Regions from separate parts of the Mus musculus genome. Here regions 1, 2, 4 and 5 are each linked to region 3. The links are chromatin contacts, called in public Hi-C and HiChIP or PLAC-seq maps. All regions are on one chromosome and are shown on one strand. The core of a region is the stretch at or near the end of the contact, and the rest is flanking DNA. Distances in the headings are between cores, read along the strand shown.

The links. A called contact is a pair of places that touch in the nucleus more often than the background predicts. HiChIP or PLAC-seq counts read pairs in DNA pulled down with a chosen protein or histone mark.
Region 1: a contact with region 3 is called in an H3K4me3 HiChIP or PLAC-seq map of bone marrow-derived macrophages, with 3 times the contacts expected there. The contact joins the enhancer-like site here to the promoter of Prkrip1 in region 3. A contact is called at or near these places in 5 of 39 promoter capture datasets (3T3-L1-derived adipocytes, cranial neural crest, frontonasal cranial neural crest and 2 more), 3 of 115 datasets of contacts at active chromatin or transcription factors (bone marrow-derived macrophages, microglia and stem cell-derived neural progenitor cells) and 1 of 9 other capture datasets (macrophages).
Region 2: a Hi-C map of the G1E-ER4 cell line shows a contact between it and region 3, with 4 times the contacts expected there. The contact joins the promoter of Hspb1 here to the promoter of Prkrip1 in region 3. A contact is called at or near these places in 4 of 39 promoter capture datasets (3T3-L1-derived adipocytes, hippocampal neurons, pre-B cells and 1 more), 1 of 15 datasets of contacts at CTCF or cohesin (embryonic stem cells), 8 of 484 Hi-C or Micro-C datasets (the G1E-ER4 cell line, adipose-derived mesenchymal stem cells, cardiomyocytes and 3 more), 2 of 115 datasets of contacts at active chromatin or transcription factors (embryonic stem cells and large pre-B cells) and 1 of 9 other capture datasets (embryonic stem cells).
Region 4: a Hi-C map of cerebellum shows a contact between it and region 3, with 2.1 times the contacts expected there. The contact joins the enhancer-like site here to the promoter of Prkrip1 in region 3. A contact is called at or near these places in 3 of 39 promoter capture datasets (the 3T3-L1 cell line, pre-B cells and stem cell-derived epiblast-like cells), 1 of 15 datasets of contacts at CTCF or cohesin (embryonic stem cells), 9 of 484 Hi-C or Micro-C datasets (CD8 T cells, the G1E-ER4 cell line, cerebellum and 3 more) and 1 of 115 datasets of contacts at active chromatin or transcription factors (embryonic stem cells).
Region 5: a contact with region 3 is called in an H3K4me3 HiChIP or PLAC-seq map of pro-B cells, with 5 times the contacts expected there. The contact joins the enhancer-like site here to the promoter of Prkrip1 in region 3. A contact is called at or near these places in 3 of 39 promoter capture datasets (the 3T3-L1 cell line, cranial neural crest and erythroid cells), 9 of 484 Hi-C or Micro-C datasets (B cells, the C10 cell line, the N1E-115 cell line and 4 more), 6 of 115 datasets of contacts at active chromatin or transcription factors (bone marrow-derived macrophages, embryonic limb bud, fibro-adipogenic progenitors and 3 more) and 1 of 9 other capture datasets (adipose tissue).

What each region holds. Positions count from the first base shown.
Region 1 is chr5:136,535,112-136,537,925 of GRCm38.p6, forward strand. All of the region lies in intron 1 of Cux1 (cut-like homeobox 1), which reads right to left. Among named protein-coding and RNA genes, the nearest start is that of Cux1, 31 kb to the right of the region's middle. Within about 2 kb of position 1,425, at least 15 of the 459 cell types and tissues checked have an H3K27ac peak or open chromatin away from gene starts, as enhancers often do. A contact at or near this core is called in bone marrow-derived macrophages, where this site is marked.
Region 2 is chr5:135,886,568-135,889,291 of GRCm38.p6, forward strand. Hspb1 (heat shock protein 1) reads left to right here and starts at 1,352. Exons shown (of 3, transcript NM_013560.2): 1 at 1,352-1,867; 2 at 2,482-2,545; 3 at 2,674-2,724. The coding sequence starts at 1,492.
Region 3 is chr5:136,197,553-136,200,352 of GRCm38.p6, forward strand. It overlaps Prkrip1 (Prkr interacting protein 1 (IL11 inducible)), which reads right to left and starts at 1,402. Exons shown (of 6, transcript NM_025774.3): 1 at 1,223-1,402; 2 at 228-306. The coding sequence starts at 1,348.
Region 4 is chr5:135,793,116-135,795,815 of GRCm38.p6, forward strand. No RefSeq gene overlaps it. Among named protein-coding and RNA genes, the nearest start is that of Mdh2, 16 kb to the left of the region's middle. Within about 2 kb of position 1,381, at least 225 of the 459 cell types and tissues checked have an H3K27ac peak or open chromatin away from gene starts, as enhancers often do. A contact at or near this core is called in CD8 T cells, the G1E-ER4 cell line, cerebellum and 4 more, where this site is marked.
Region 5 is chr5:136,583,923-136,586,654 of GRCm38.p6, forward strand. No RefSeq gene overlaps it. Among named protein-coding and RNA genes, the nearest start is that of Cux1, 18 kb to the left of the region's middle. Within about 2 kb of position 1,414, at least 43 of the 459 cell types and tissues checked have an H3K27ac peak or open chromatin away from gene starts, as enhancers often do. A contact at or near this core is called in adipose-derived mesenchymal stem cells and pro-B cells, where this site is marked.

The DNA of each region.
Region 1 (2,814 bases), core at 175-2,674, 340 kb after region 3:
CTCCAAAAAGGAGGAATCTAAGCAGAGACATCTAAGAAGGAATCTAAGGAAAGACAACCAGCACAGAGAGACATCACCCTCTCACTCAGAATCCCCTCCATTCCCTGGAAACGAGAAAACAAAAGACCTGTGACCACTTCTTGCCTGTGTTGGCTGTACTAGTCTCATCCTTCAAGAGACACAGGCACTGAATTGCTCAGGCAGGCTCCCTGATGCACCCCCTCCTCAGTAAAAGCTGAGACAGTATTCTCTCTGAGGCACAAAGGCAGGGCTACACCTGTCCTCAGATTTCATATGTCCATCTGAGGTCTTGGACCTGCCCTTGCACTCTCACAGTGTGATGGCTTCAGGGCCATCCAGAAGGCACCCCTTGGTGGCTCTAATGTGAGAGTATTCAGCTCCTTTAAACACTGCTGGCACAGAGTGGCTACATGTCCATGGAAGACAACTGGGTATGAGGGAATCACATTCTCCAAAGAAAACAAATAGGAGCCAACAGATTCAACTGCATTTCAGTCCCCTTTCCACGAAAGAAGGCCCTGTCTGGTTCCCAGTCCCTCCAGCATTGGTACTTTATTAGCTGGCCTGGGAAAATCACAACTGCTACCTTGGGAACAGGACTTGGGACACACTCAGAGGCAGGGGTCCACAGTGAGGGCCTGGGGGTGTGGCTTAGTGATAAGAGTTTTTGCCTAGCATGCACACACAGGTTCTGGGTTTCATTCCCTGAATAAAAAAAAACAAAAAAAGTTTTTAAAATGAGTATGATAAAGCTAACTTCCACAAACCTCTAGAGGGAAGCTGTAAGAAAAAAAAGGGTGGACCCTCTTTGCATTTATGCAAAGGAATGAGACTTTGCACAACTTTGCTCAAAGTCACTCATAGCTAAATTCACTCAATTGGAAGTGACAACCTCACCCAAGTCAGACCAGTTCTGTCCTTCCCTGACTCATTTACGGAAAGATAATTATTCCAAGTTGTTGTTGTTTAGGGTACACTGGGAACAAGGTCTCACTATGTAAACCAGGCTGGCCTAGATCCTCAGTCCCCCAACTTTGGACTTCAGTCTCAAGGGTTAAACCCCATCTGCCAGATCCAAAGCTCCCTGTGCTGGTGTCAGAGGCCAGCCACCCTCACTTTTCATGCTAGCCCCTACTATTCCCAAAGTTATGGAAAAGCAGGAAAGGCCTTTCTGGGCTGAAGCATCCTCTGAGGGTGAAAGGTAGACAAAGGACACACACACACATTTGGGCCCTGAAGGAAGAAATCAGTGACATCCCTTTCACCTCTACACAATCACGCACACACACACACACACACACACACACACACACACACACACACACACACGGCTCAGGCACCCAGAGGCCTGACTCCATCTGCTGCCTGATCCAAGGAGCTTCATCTAGACAGAGATGAACTTTGAGCTGGGCAGGACTTCTGAGTCTGAAAAAACGATAGAGTAAGGGTGCTTCAGTGAGGTCAGGACAGAGAAGTCTCTGCAAGATCTGCACATGGCAAAGTGTGTAGGAGCAGGCAGCAAGCAACAGAATAGGAGGAGATCTTGAAGTGGTCAGGGAGGCCGAGGCCAAGAAGGGAGTGCAGCAGAAATTGAGCATCAAGAAGGCAGTGTTAGTTTAAAGATGCTCAGAGACCCAGAGTGAAAGGAAAGTCTGAAGCACCCGCGGGAGTCTGCAGGAGGCTTCGGCCTGTGTAAGGCTGTGGTACAACAGCGCAGGCTAGCACTGGGGACACCAGAATCAGAGGCTCAGGTGATTTTAGCCTAAAGGGAAGCACTGAAAGTCACTACCCAAAGGAGGAAGCCCTCCCTCTTGGGCTGCAGGAAACAGATTGGCTGCTGTCTGTCCTTACCAGGAGCCTGTACCCTGAAAGTCTCTCAGCTGTAGTGATGAAATTCCTCCTCTGGTCATTGTCCTAGGAAAGCCACCTCATTTTTCACATCCACCAGACTTCAGGATAGAATACTTTTAAGCCCTGAGTTCAGAACAGGTTTGGAGCTCAGTTGGTGGAGTATTTATCTAGCATACATAAAACCCTTGGTCCAATCGCCTTCCCGGAACAAGCCGGGCATGGAAGTCCCAGCACTTGGGAAGTGAAGGAGGAAAATGTGAGGTTCTAAGTCATCCAGAACTATAACAGAAAGTTTAAAGTGACCCTGGGATATAAGGCTGGCAAGATGGATCAGCAGATAAGAGCACATACTGCTCCTGCGCCCTAGAACCCACTCCAGAGAGTTCACAACTACCTGTAACTCCAGTTTCCAGGAATCTGATGCTTCTGGCTTCCACAGCCATGCACACAAGCAGGCAGGCACATAAGAATTAAAATTCTTTTTCTTGTTGGCTTTTTTTTTTTTTTTTTTTTTTTTTTTTTTTTTTTTTTGAGACAGGGTTTCTCTGTGTAGCCCTGGCTGTCCTGGAACTCACTTTGTAGACCAGGCTGGCCTCGAACTCAGAAATCCACCTGCCTCTGCCTCCCGAGTGCTGGGATTAAAGGCTTACACCACCACGCCCGGCAAATCTTAAACTTCTTGCTACTTGAAGAGGATTGAGGGCTGAGCTGGGAAATATACACAAAAGAAATATTTATAGATATTTTTTAATTTAAAATGAAATGCTTTCAAGAGGTAGGATATTGAAGGTGGGAGAGACTGATGTGTAGCTTTTGTTCCTTGAACAATTCCAGCTGTGATGACTATGGCGACCACATGGAAAAGTATTAATTCTGCCTTCTGTTTGGCTATAAGGCCTCTCTCATCTGGAACCAACTTTCTCTCATCTATTCCTGGGGCAC
Region 2 (2,724 bases), core at 102-2,601, 310 kb before region 3:
CTGCCTCCCAAGTGCTGGGATTAAAGTCGTGCACCACCACCACCTGGCCCAGCTTGCTCTCTTATAGAACCAAGACTACCAGCCCAAGAATGGCTCCACCCACAATGCCCCCCCCCCCCCGATCTCTAATTGAGAAAATGCCTTATAGCTGGATCTCATGGAGGTATTTCCTCAAAGGAGGCTCCTTTCTCTGTGATAACTCCAGCTTGTATCAATTTGACACTAAACCAGCCAGTACAAGTATCCAGGTTCAAATTCTAGCACCCACCTGGCATTCCAATTTCTGATACTCTCTGTAACTCAAGATCTAACACTCTCACACAGACATTCATGTAGGCAAAACACTGATACACATTATATATATATATATATATATATATATATATATATATATATATATAATAAAAAAAAAAAGCGGCCGGGTGTGGTGGGGCACGCCTTTAATCCCAGCACTCCGGAGGCACGGGCAGGTGGATTTCTGAGTTCGAGGCCAGCCTGGTCTACAAAGTGAATTCCAGGACAGCCAGGGCTATACAGAGAAACCCTGTCTCGAAAAACCAAAAAAAAAAAAAAAAAAAAAAGCATCAAATAGCCCAGCGGTGGTGATGCACACCTTTAATCCCAGCACTTGGGAGGCAGAGGCAGGCGGGTTTCTGAATTCGAGGCCAGCCTGGTCTACAAAGTGAGTTCCAGGACAACCAGGGCTATGCAGAGAAACATTGTCTTCAGAAAAAAAAAAAAAAAAAAAAAAAAAAAAGCAAAGCAAAACAAAACAAAAAAAAAGCATCAAAATAAAAAAAGAAAAATCCTACTTCAGAGAGAGAGAGAGAGAGAGAGAGAGAGAGAGAGAGAGAGGAGAGAGGAGAGAGAAAGAGAGAAAGAAGAAAGAAAGTCAGTTTCTGGGTCAGAAAGATACTCAGTGAACACTAAGGCGCCTGCCACGAAGCCTTTGCTCCCCAGGAGATACACTATAGAAGACAGCTATCTTGCCGGTGTCATGAGACCTCCACAGGTGTGCCATGACATGTGTGTTCCCACGGGCCTCCTTCTGGTTCAGACCAGGTTCAGTTGCTTCCCAGTTGCGACACAAAAGACCTAACCTCTCCTGGTTATTCTCAATAAAAAATGGGGCTGGCCCCAGGCCACCGCCCTTCAGCCAGCAGTGTCCTAAACCCGACAGTGGGAATCGCTCCAGCTACCGGTATTACGCCGTCATTTGTTTTCTTCAACAAGAGAAGTTTCCAGATGGGGGCAGAACCTTCCTGGCCCCGCCTGCCCGCCCCCTTTGCAAGCTTAGGGGGAGGAATGCAGAGGGGAGGGGCGGCGAGGGGCGGCCCCTGAGACGGTCATTGCCATTAATAGAGACCTGAAGCACCGCCTGCTAAAAATACCCGGCTGGGCACACATAAAAGCACGCTGGGGCTCCAGTCCGGCACTTCTCGGATCCTCAGCCCAGTGCTTCTAGATCCTCAGCCTTGACCAGCCAAGAACATGACCGAGCGCCGCGTGCCCTTCTCGCTGCTGCGGAGCCCGAGCTGGGAACCATTCCGGGACTGGTACCCTGCACACAGCCGCCTCTTCGATCAAGCTTTCGGGGTGCCCCGGTTGCCCGATGAGTGGTCGCAGTGGTTCAGCGCCGCTGGGTGGCCCGGATACGTGCGCCCGCTGCCCGCCGCGACCGCCGAGGGCCCCGCGGCGGTGACCCTGGCCGCACCAGCCTTCAGCCGAGCGCTCAACCGACAGCTCAGCAGCGGGGTCTCGGAGATCCGACAGACGGCTGATCGCTGGCGCGTGTCCCTGGACGTCAACCACTTCGCTCCGGAGGAGCTCACAGTGAAGACCAAGGAAGGCGTGGTGGAGATCACTGGTGAGTTTCCCTTGTGCCCAGAGGGGACGAAGCTGCCGAGGCGAGAGTGGTGGCTGGGGGGCTGAGGGTGGGGGCTGAAACCCTGAGGAATAGAACCCTGAGAAGTTAGAAATGAACCTAGGGACCCGGAGCCCGCATCATTCTCCTTTGCCTGCTTCTCTTGCCCCGGAACGCGGGGTGCAGGTTGCTCTTAAAAGCTCTGTCATCTTCGATGATATGGACCAACAGCTGGGGATGTAGCTCAGGGTAGAGCTTCGCCTGGCCTGCCGGGAGGCCTTGAGGCTTTGCGTTCCACCCGCAGCACAGAAACAAAATGAAGGAAGACCCAACACACCTTCTGGAAGACCTCATTCCCAAATAAGCAAGCGGCAGGATCAGGGTCCCTAGACCCAGCCGCAGAGGCTTTGAGTATACCTACCCTGGTATCCAAGTCTGGGTCAGAGCCAAGCCCTTCGCATCCCAAATCTCAGAAGGGAAGTTTCTGGAAAGTTTTAAGATTCCAGACAGTCAGGCACCCCGCCGCACTCGGGTTTGTTTGCCTCCCTGGGGGGTCCCAGCCACTCCTTAGCTAGGACAGCAGAGGGCTGCTTCTGACCTTCTGTCCCCACCCACAGGCAAGCACGAAGAAAGGCAGGACGAACATGGCTACATCTCTCGGTGCTTCACCCGGAAATACACGTGAGTTCTGATTCCTTGCATGGAGGGCGGGGAGGTGGGGGGGAGGGGGAGCGGACCCAGGGCGGAGGGCGAAGAGCCCCGGGTCAGGAGGGATGTGTAACCCTTGCCCTGATTTTCTGTGTGTCCAGGCTCCCTCCAGGTGTGGACCCCACCCTAGTGTCCTCTTCCCTATCCCCTGA
Region 3 (2,800 bases), core at 152-2,651:
GGCTGGTGAGATAGCTCAGTGGGTAAGAGCACCCGACTGCTTTTCCAAAGGTCCGGAGTTCAAATCCCAGCAACCACATGGTGGCTCACAACCATCCTTAACAAGATCTGACTCTCTCTTCTGGAGTGTCTGAAGACAGCGACAGTGTACTTACATATAATAAATAAATCTTTAAAAAAAAAACAAAACAAAAACTATAAACCCCTGACACCCATAAGAGACATTACCCATGACATCTCGGACAAATTCTGGAGGCGCTCGAGGAGCCCATTCATTCATTTTCTCTGGAATTGGAACTGCTTTGTCCTGGAACAGTTAAACAGAAAAGCATCTATGAACATACACTTGCTGAGGAAGGTACATCCCGTTTGACGATCTCAACTGAGCACGCTTCTCAAATCTGGAGCTGACTGAGTGTAGTTCTGCTGCCCTGGCCTTACTTCATCCACTACACCATGGGGTCTAACGTGGGCCAAAGTTCTCCTGCGCTAAACAAGTCTGGAATCTACGTCACTAAGAGACGAGCCAACCTCTTCTAGTCAAAGATATGAGCTGTCTGTTTTACGAGGCCCATTGAAGAGGTAAAGAGTGATGTGGTCCAAATTTGGCGTCCAATGCTTCTTTAATAATGGCTGCTATTTGGAGTTGTACACTTTTGCTAAGACATCGATTCTGGGTTTTGTTGGTTTCTGAGATAGGTCTCACTGTCTAGCTGATCTGAAACTCACTACGTAGACCACGCTCGCCTCGAATTTGTAGCAAACTTCTGGGGTCAGCCACCAGAGTGCTGGGATAGCAGGTGTGCACCACCATACCCAGCTCCCACCGCTTTGGTTCATATATTAAAATAGAAAGGGCTGTGAAGCAATACTGAATAGTAGCGCAGGGCTGTCATCCCAGCTCGTAGGGAAGATAAGGTAAGAGGAGCCGGGATGCGAGGAGCCCGGATGCGAGGTCTGCCTATCTTACAAAGCCGATTCGGTACGGAACGTGGACAGCACGAGCAACGCCATGATACCGCAAACAGCAAACTAAGAAAAAGGAGGGTGTGGAGGGCTGGGCAGCGCCTTCGTGCAGCTACGCTGTAGGACAAGAACAGGAGCGAGGCTCCCTCCACGGGGCCGCCCTCTCCGCCCCAGGGTTGCTCTAGGGGGACTGAATGTAGCCTTGCTCGGTCTGGCGGCGGGGTGAAGGGACTGCGCCTCGGCCCACTTCCACTCACCGGGTTCTTCATGAGCCGCTCCAGCTTGAGCTTCTGCTCCTCGGCCGCATTCTTGGGGATGACCAGCGTCTGCGGCTCTTTCTTGGGCCTGGGCGGTCTCACAGAAGCGGCAGCAGGACTCGCCATAGCCGCTCTCCTACTCCTTTACGAAAGCTGCCGGCGGCCGCTCGTATTGATGACGACAGAAGAGCGCGCCAACCGCGCACGCGCACTCTCAAACCCCCGGGGGGAGGGGCGCTCTCCTGAGGCGCATGCGCACTCTCTCCTCGGAGGTACGAGGCAGTCCTAAGCAGCTTGCTTGAATATTCATGAACGCGAGGTCAGTGTGGTTTATTTTGATCATAGCACTTTAATTTCATTTCCTGTTTCAAAACAAATCAGGGCTGCCTGATTCTCACATCCGGAGAGGAAGAGACGGCCTTTAGTGATGATGAGTGGGCTGGCCCCAGGCGACGTCTCAGGTCCCCAAGGACTTCGCACAGCTTGCTCTGGGACTCTTGGCACGTCCCTCCCAGTTTCGCTCGCTCCTGGGCTTTGTCTTTTTTTTCCGTTTCTTTTTTATCTATTCTACTTTCTCCCTACCCCACTCTCTCTTCCTCCTCCTCCTCTTCTCTCCCCTTCTCCGCCCTCTCCATATCGTCTCCTTCCCTCCCTCTTTTCCTTCCTTCCTTTCCTTTCCTTTTTTTTTTTTTTTTTTTTTTTTTTTTTGTTTTTTTGTTTGTTTGTCTTGTTTTTCAACACAGAGTTTCTCTGTATATCTCTGTCCTGGAACTTGGTTTGTAGACCAGGCTGTCTTCGAACTCTCGGAGATCCGCCAGCCTCTCACACCCCGATTCCTATAATAATCTTATAATCTCCTTTGTAACTGAACTCTTAAGACAGACCCGATCTCCTTGGCCACGCTGAAAGTACAGCGCCACCAGTCGAGCCTGAGTATGTGAGTCTGTTTTAGAATAAAGGAAGTTGCCATTCCAATCTACCTGACGAGGAATTAACTTCAAGTCTTTCACTTGAAGGTGAAAGTAATGGAGAATGATGGAACTGCGGCCTTCTGGTGGTGGAGTGTTTTGTTGACCATGCGTGAGGCACTGAAGTAGCTCCCTATAGTAAAAGATGTTAAGAGCCAGCAGTGGTGGTGCAGGCCTGTAATCTCAGCACCCAGGGAGTTACAGGCAGATGGATCCCTGAGTTCAAGGCCATCCTGGTCTGTAGAGAGAGAGTTCCAGGACAGCCAGAACTACACAGAGAAAGCCAGTCTCAAAAAACAAACAACAAAAAAACAAGCAACAACAAAACAAGCAACAACAAAAACCCAAGATGGTAACAGTAACATCTTGTAGGCAAGGAAACTGAAACAAGTCCTTTATTAGAAGAAGCTTATTAGAATGAAAGGGCCTCAAAGCTGACTGTTGCTGGAGATGGAGGGAGAACAATAGACAGTACAGTATATGGATCTCTGAACGTGGTGGGGCCTTAAAGGGAGCAAGAGGCTTCCCTTTGGAACCTGGAGAGGAGCTTCATTAAAACTGGAAGGAAGGCCGGGCAGTGGTGGCACACGCCTTTACTCCCAGCACTCCG
Region 4 (2,700 bases), core at 131-2,630, 400 kb before region 3:
GAAGAGAAAAGAAACCAGCCACGAAGCATCACCACATAAACACATACCACCCAGCAAAAACTCCATGGCAAGAGTGAAAGTAGGAAAGCAATGACCTTTATGTCCTCTGGCTACATGCTTTTTTGACAGTCTCACTATGTTTAAGGTAATACAAAATCCCGCTTAAGGTGAAAAATCCTTCTGAGCGCTGGGATCTCAGGTCCCACTGCCACATTGGTGTTGGCTCCTGCCTGTCAGGTCTCGCCTGACAGCTCTGGTCTCAGAACTAGCAGGAGAAATGAAGGTGAAGGGCTGGGACCCCAAGGCTCCAGAAAAGACACCCCCAGATGTCTAGGCAGAGCAGGGATCTCCAGTCTTCCTTGGCAGCCTGCTCACACAGGAGAGTGCTGGGCTAGCATTTCAGGCAGCGAAGGAGCAAGTGTGTCCAAACTTCTGAGCCTGAGATTAAGGCCTTGCCAGCTACAAGGTTCCTCATCAAAAGTCCCACAATCTAGTAAGGAAAACATTGCATAAGGTCGACAGTTCCCTGGTAGAGGACATGTTCTTCATAAGCACAAGGCCGTGAGTTTGAACCCCCAGGACTCACTGGCCAGGCAACCTGGTCACATCACTGAGTGGCAGGCCCATGAGACAGACTGTCTCAAAACCAAGATGGACAGACTGGATGTTCTGAGGAACACCTGAAGTTGACCTCTGACCTCCACACACAAGTGCACACACAGACAAACACACCTGAACACACGTGCACACAAATATAAATCTAACAAAAGAGGGAGATGACTCGATGTTTTAAATAACTTCACAATTTGGTGTTAGGCCACAGACTGAAGCTGCTTCAGTCCAATGAGAAAGATCCTCTTTGCATGCGAAGTGGGCTCTAGACTACATTCCGGGAAAGTGCCAAGAGACTCCTAGCCAAAGGCCGGCACTCCACGATGCAAGAACACAACAGAGAGCCTGAGAGTCAACGGGGTGGCTGTAAGCAGCTTGGGAAGGGCCAACTCACTTCTCAGCCCCATTTCCACTCCCTCTCAGCGCCACTGGGGAGATGCTCAGTGGGGGAAATACCTAGTACTTAAACACAGACGAAGAGCACACAGAAAAAGCCAGGTGTGGCATTATGCACATGTAACCACAGCACTGAGGAAATTGGAGGTAGAACGGAGACAGGAGGATTCCTGGCACTTGCTGGCCAGCCAGGCTAGCCAATCAGGGAGCTCTGGGGTCAGTGGAAGACCAGGAAGAGCTGGAGGGATGACTTAGCAGCTAAAAGCTAGTACTGTTCTTGTAGAATGTCCATCCAGTTAACTCCCTCCCTGACCACCTCCTGTTTCCTGACTAGCAAAGCAAGGCGAGGGTGGTGATTGGAGTGTTAATGTGCTCATTATGCAAGCCATTATGAGAGGCAGTCCTTAGCAGCTTCGAGGCAGTGGGGGACCCGAATGAGAACAAATGGATTGTAGAAGATTGCTGGGGTCAGGGGAAGGAACCACGGTCGCATTGGAAAATGAAAAGGAGAGCAATTTAGTGAGTTTTCGTGAGTTCGCTGTGGTGTCCAGGCTTCCGGGCCCAGACTCTGCAGTTCCCTCTGTGGCCAGAAGAGGGGGCGAGAGGCCGATGCTGTGCATAGTTTCCAGGCAGACTAGGTCACTCGGGAGTGAGATTAGCATTCCAGAGCCAAATCAGGCTAGCCGTGCTGTCTGGTCTTGTCTCATCCAGGCAGAAGGGAGGGGACAGTCGCCAGCCGCCAGAGTAAGAGCAAACAATAAAGGGAGGGCCAAGGAAAGACGCCCCTAGGTCGGAAAGCAAAGCTCTGAGTCTCTGTAGGTTTGAGGGAGTGGCCAGACTGTCTATGGGCTTTTCCTGCCTCCAACGCTCTGGACACTGGACAAGGACAATGCTGATATCCAAGGAGAAAGGAGGCTGATATTCAAACCCAGTGTAGAAGAAAGCTACCTAGGGGACAGGAGTGGGGACAGGCCCAGGTCTGCCCTGCAGTTTCTGCAGACATCTGAGGCCAGAGACCTGGCCTGGGGCCTGTATTCTGGGCTCAGGATAGATCGCCTGAACCTACTTTAAAAGGCTATTGTTAGCTCCCAGTAAGAGGCTTATTGCTCTTCCGGAGGACCTGAGTCCAGTTTCTAGCACTCAGGTGTGGACTGTTCCAGAGGATCCAACGGCCTCTTCCAGGCTCTGGGGACTCCTGCACTCAGGTGCTGCACATAAATCTGCACAGGTAGGGGACTCAGAGATGGCTCAGTGGTTAAGATGACTGGTTGCTCTTCCAGAGGTCCTGAGTTCAAATCCCAGCAACCACACGGTGGCTCACAACCGTCTGTAATGGAATCCGATGCCCTCCTCTGGTGTGTCTGAAAGCTGAGAACTCGTACATAAAGCAAATAAATAAATATTTTAAAAACCAAAACAAAAGACTGTGCAGGTAGACATATACATAAAAATGACAAATCTGACCGAGAGAGAGAGAGAGAGAGAGAGAGAGAGAGAGAGAGAGAGAGAGAGAGAGAACTGTTGTCTCCTTTTCTCTAACACAAGGGGATCCTAGCCAGTTGACTAGATCACATTCTCTCTTGACCCTCTTCATTCTGTTATGCCATCTAACTGGGGTCACTGCAGGGCAGACAGAAGCAGATGCCAGAAGTGGAGAACCTCTTGAAAATAGTCACCCCAGGATAGCTGACC
Region 5 (2,732 bases), core at 164-2,663, 390 kb after region 3:
GTCTGCTCACTAATTGTGCCTAATTTTTGTCATAGCAACAATTAATTTTGTTCACTAGGCCAAATGTGTCTTACAATAGTCATAGCTCAGACTTTTGTGTTTTGAGACAAGGTCTTGTGAGATAGCCTAGGCTGGTCTAGGACTCTCCACTCTCCTGCCTAGAACCCCTTCCCCAGTGATGGGGCTGAGGGTCTGGTTCAGTGGTAGGGTGTGGCTCAGTGGTAGAGCCCCTGCCTAGAATCCTCCAGGGAGGGGCTGGGGACGTGGCTCAGTGGTAGAGCACCTGCCTAGAATCCCCCAGGGAGGGACTGGGGGCGTGGCTCAGTGGTAGAGCTCCTGCCTATAGTTCTCTGGTGTGTGGAAGAATGCTTGCTTATCCTGTATGGGCGGCCCTAGGTTCCATCCTGAGTAACATTAAGAAGACAAAAGGGGGTGGGGGTGGGGTGGGTATGGGGGACTTTTGGGATAGCATTGGAAATGTAAATGAGGAAAATACCTAATTAAAAAAAAAAAAGAAGAAGAAGACAAAAGAAAAAGATGCCTCCTAGATGAGAACAGGGCTCTTGCCTATTCTCACCTCTCTCAATCCACTCACAAAGAAGGAGCAGAGAGGCCTGAAGTGACCGCACACACCTGCCTTCATGGATGGTGATGAAATCAACAGAAGCCTGCAGCTTTTTTGACCTCAGGGGAAACTGCTGGTAAGCTAGTTTTGTCACTCATGAAAAAGCCTTTTCAGGTCATAGGTAGTTTTCAGTCTGGCTAGAGGGCTCTGAGTCAAGGTCCCTTTAATATCCTGTAAGTTAAGAGTAAATCACAGAGGTTCAAGTGGACTTCCTGGACAACCTCCCCTCCTTGTTTGAGCAGAAGTGTCTTGTCCTGACTCCTCCTCCATACACACACCCTTTGGTGCACTGGGCTTGGCTGTAACCATGGCAATGGACTTGTCTTTCCCAGATTCCTAAGCCTCTGGACTCTCACCTCCCCAACTCCCCAGAGGTCCAGTGATTCACCAAAGCTGCTCCAAGTCCAAAGACCCAGAAGCCTAATAAACCAGTCTTCCCACCTACCACCTCACATCCCACCAGGCAACTGAGTGCTCCTTGTTTTGTGTCCCGAGGCCAAGATTGCAACAACCATCCAGGAGGCAAGCAGCTCCAAAGGACAGCCGGCACTTCAAAAACACTGTGGAAATCAGACGGGAACTTCCTGCCTCCTCCCGGCTAGCTGTCTAGCCAGCAAGCTCTAGCCTGGGAGGTTAAGCTTCCCTGGCAAGCCATCCATTCATACATGATAAAGACAGGCCTAGTGGCAAAGTCTTGTCATTCTATGTACTCAAGAGGCTAACAGAATAGCAACCCCAAGGACGACCTGGACTACAGAGTAAACGCAAAGATAGCCCGGAAAATTTTTATGAAACCTTTGTATTTAAATATAAATTTCAAAAGGAGTTCGGGGCATGGTTCAGTGCCTGCCTAGAATCCTCCAGTGAGGGACTGGGGCGTGGCTCAGTGGTAGAGCCCCTGCCTAGAATCCCCCAGGGAGGGGGCTGGGGGCGTGGCTCAGTGGTAGAGCATCTGCCTAGAATCCCCCAGAGAGGGGCTGGGGGCGTGGCTCAGTGGTAGATCCCCTTCCTAGAACACCCAGTGAGGGGCTGGGGATATGACAAAGTTGTAGAGGGTTTGCTTACAGATGTGAGACCCCATTTCACCTTCGGTACTACAAAACAAACAAAAGCCCAGTATCTCCAACAGGTATCAAGGATGAAACTAGGTGCTAAGTTTGGAAGAACAAACTTACATCATGGCTCACATCAGGTACTAAACTTGCTAGTGATCCAACAGCAACCAAATCATGTCTGTAAACTTCGATGTCAGCAACAATATTGGAAATTATAATAGACAATTATTGCCACAGCAACAAAAATTAGTAAGAAAGAATCCAAATGATGTGGCAAAATATGTGGCTTCTGACAGACTGACTTGCCAAGTCTCTCTTGCCCTCATCTGTAAAATGGGAGAAATCACACTTGTCATATGCACATAGATTGGATAATAAGAATACGTACGTCCAGTGTCTGTGAGGTGGCCAGCACATGAAAAGACTGGTTCTTCCCATTCAAATACAGATCTCACTTTGTTTGTTTATTAGTATGTTTATTTATTATTTATTAATTTATTTGATGTTTAGAGGCAGAGTCTCACTGTTAGCTGAGGCGCACTTTGAATTCTTTTTTAAATTATTATTCTTAAATTGTTTTAATTTCCTTTTCACTTATTTAGTGAGTGAATGGATATGTGTTTGTGTATGTATATGAATGTCTATATGTCCATGCTTGTGCCACAGTGGGTGTTTGGAGGTCAAAGGACTATATATGTTCCAGAGACCAAACCCAGGTGGTCAGGGGTTGTGAGTAAGCACCTTTACTCTCCAAAGGTAAGGTCTCACACTACATATTACCTCGACCAATCTGAAACTCACTCTGTAGCCCATACTGTCCTCAAACTGGAGATCCTCCTGCCTCAGCTCCCAGAGCACCTGGCTCACTTTTGAATACTTATTAATTATAAATCCTTACAGCTTGCTTGGGTTTAAAAAGATGCTCAGAATGCAATATACAAAAGATAAAGCATAAACCAGCACACGGGTGTCATCATTTCTGTCTGGCGAAGAGTTTCTTTGCTTCTGATGTAAATAATTTACAGCCTTAAAAATAAGTTAACAGCAAGTCT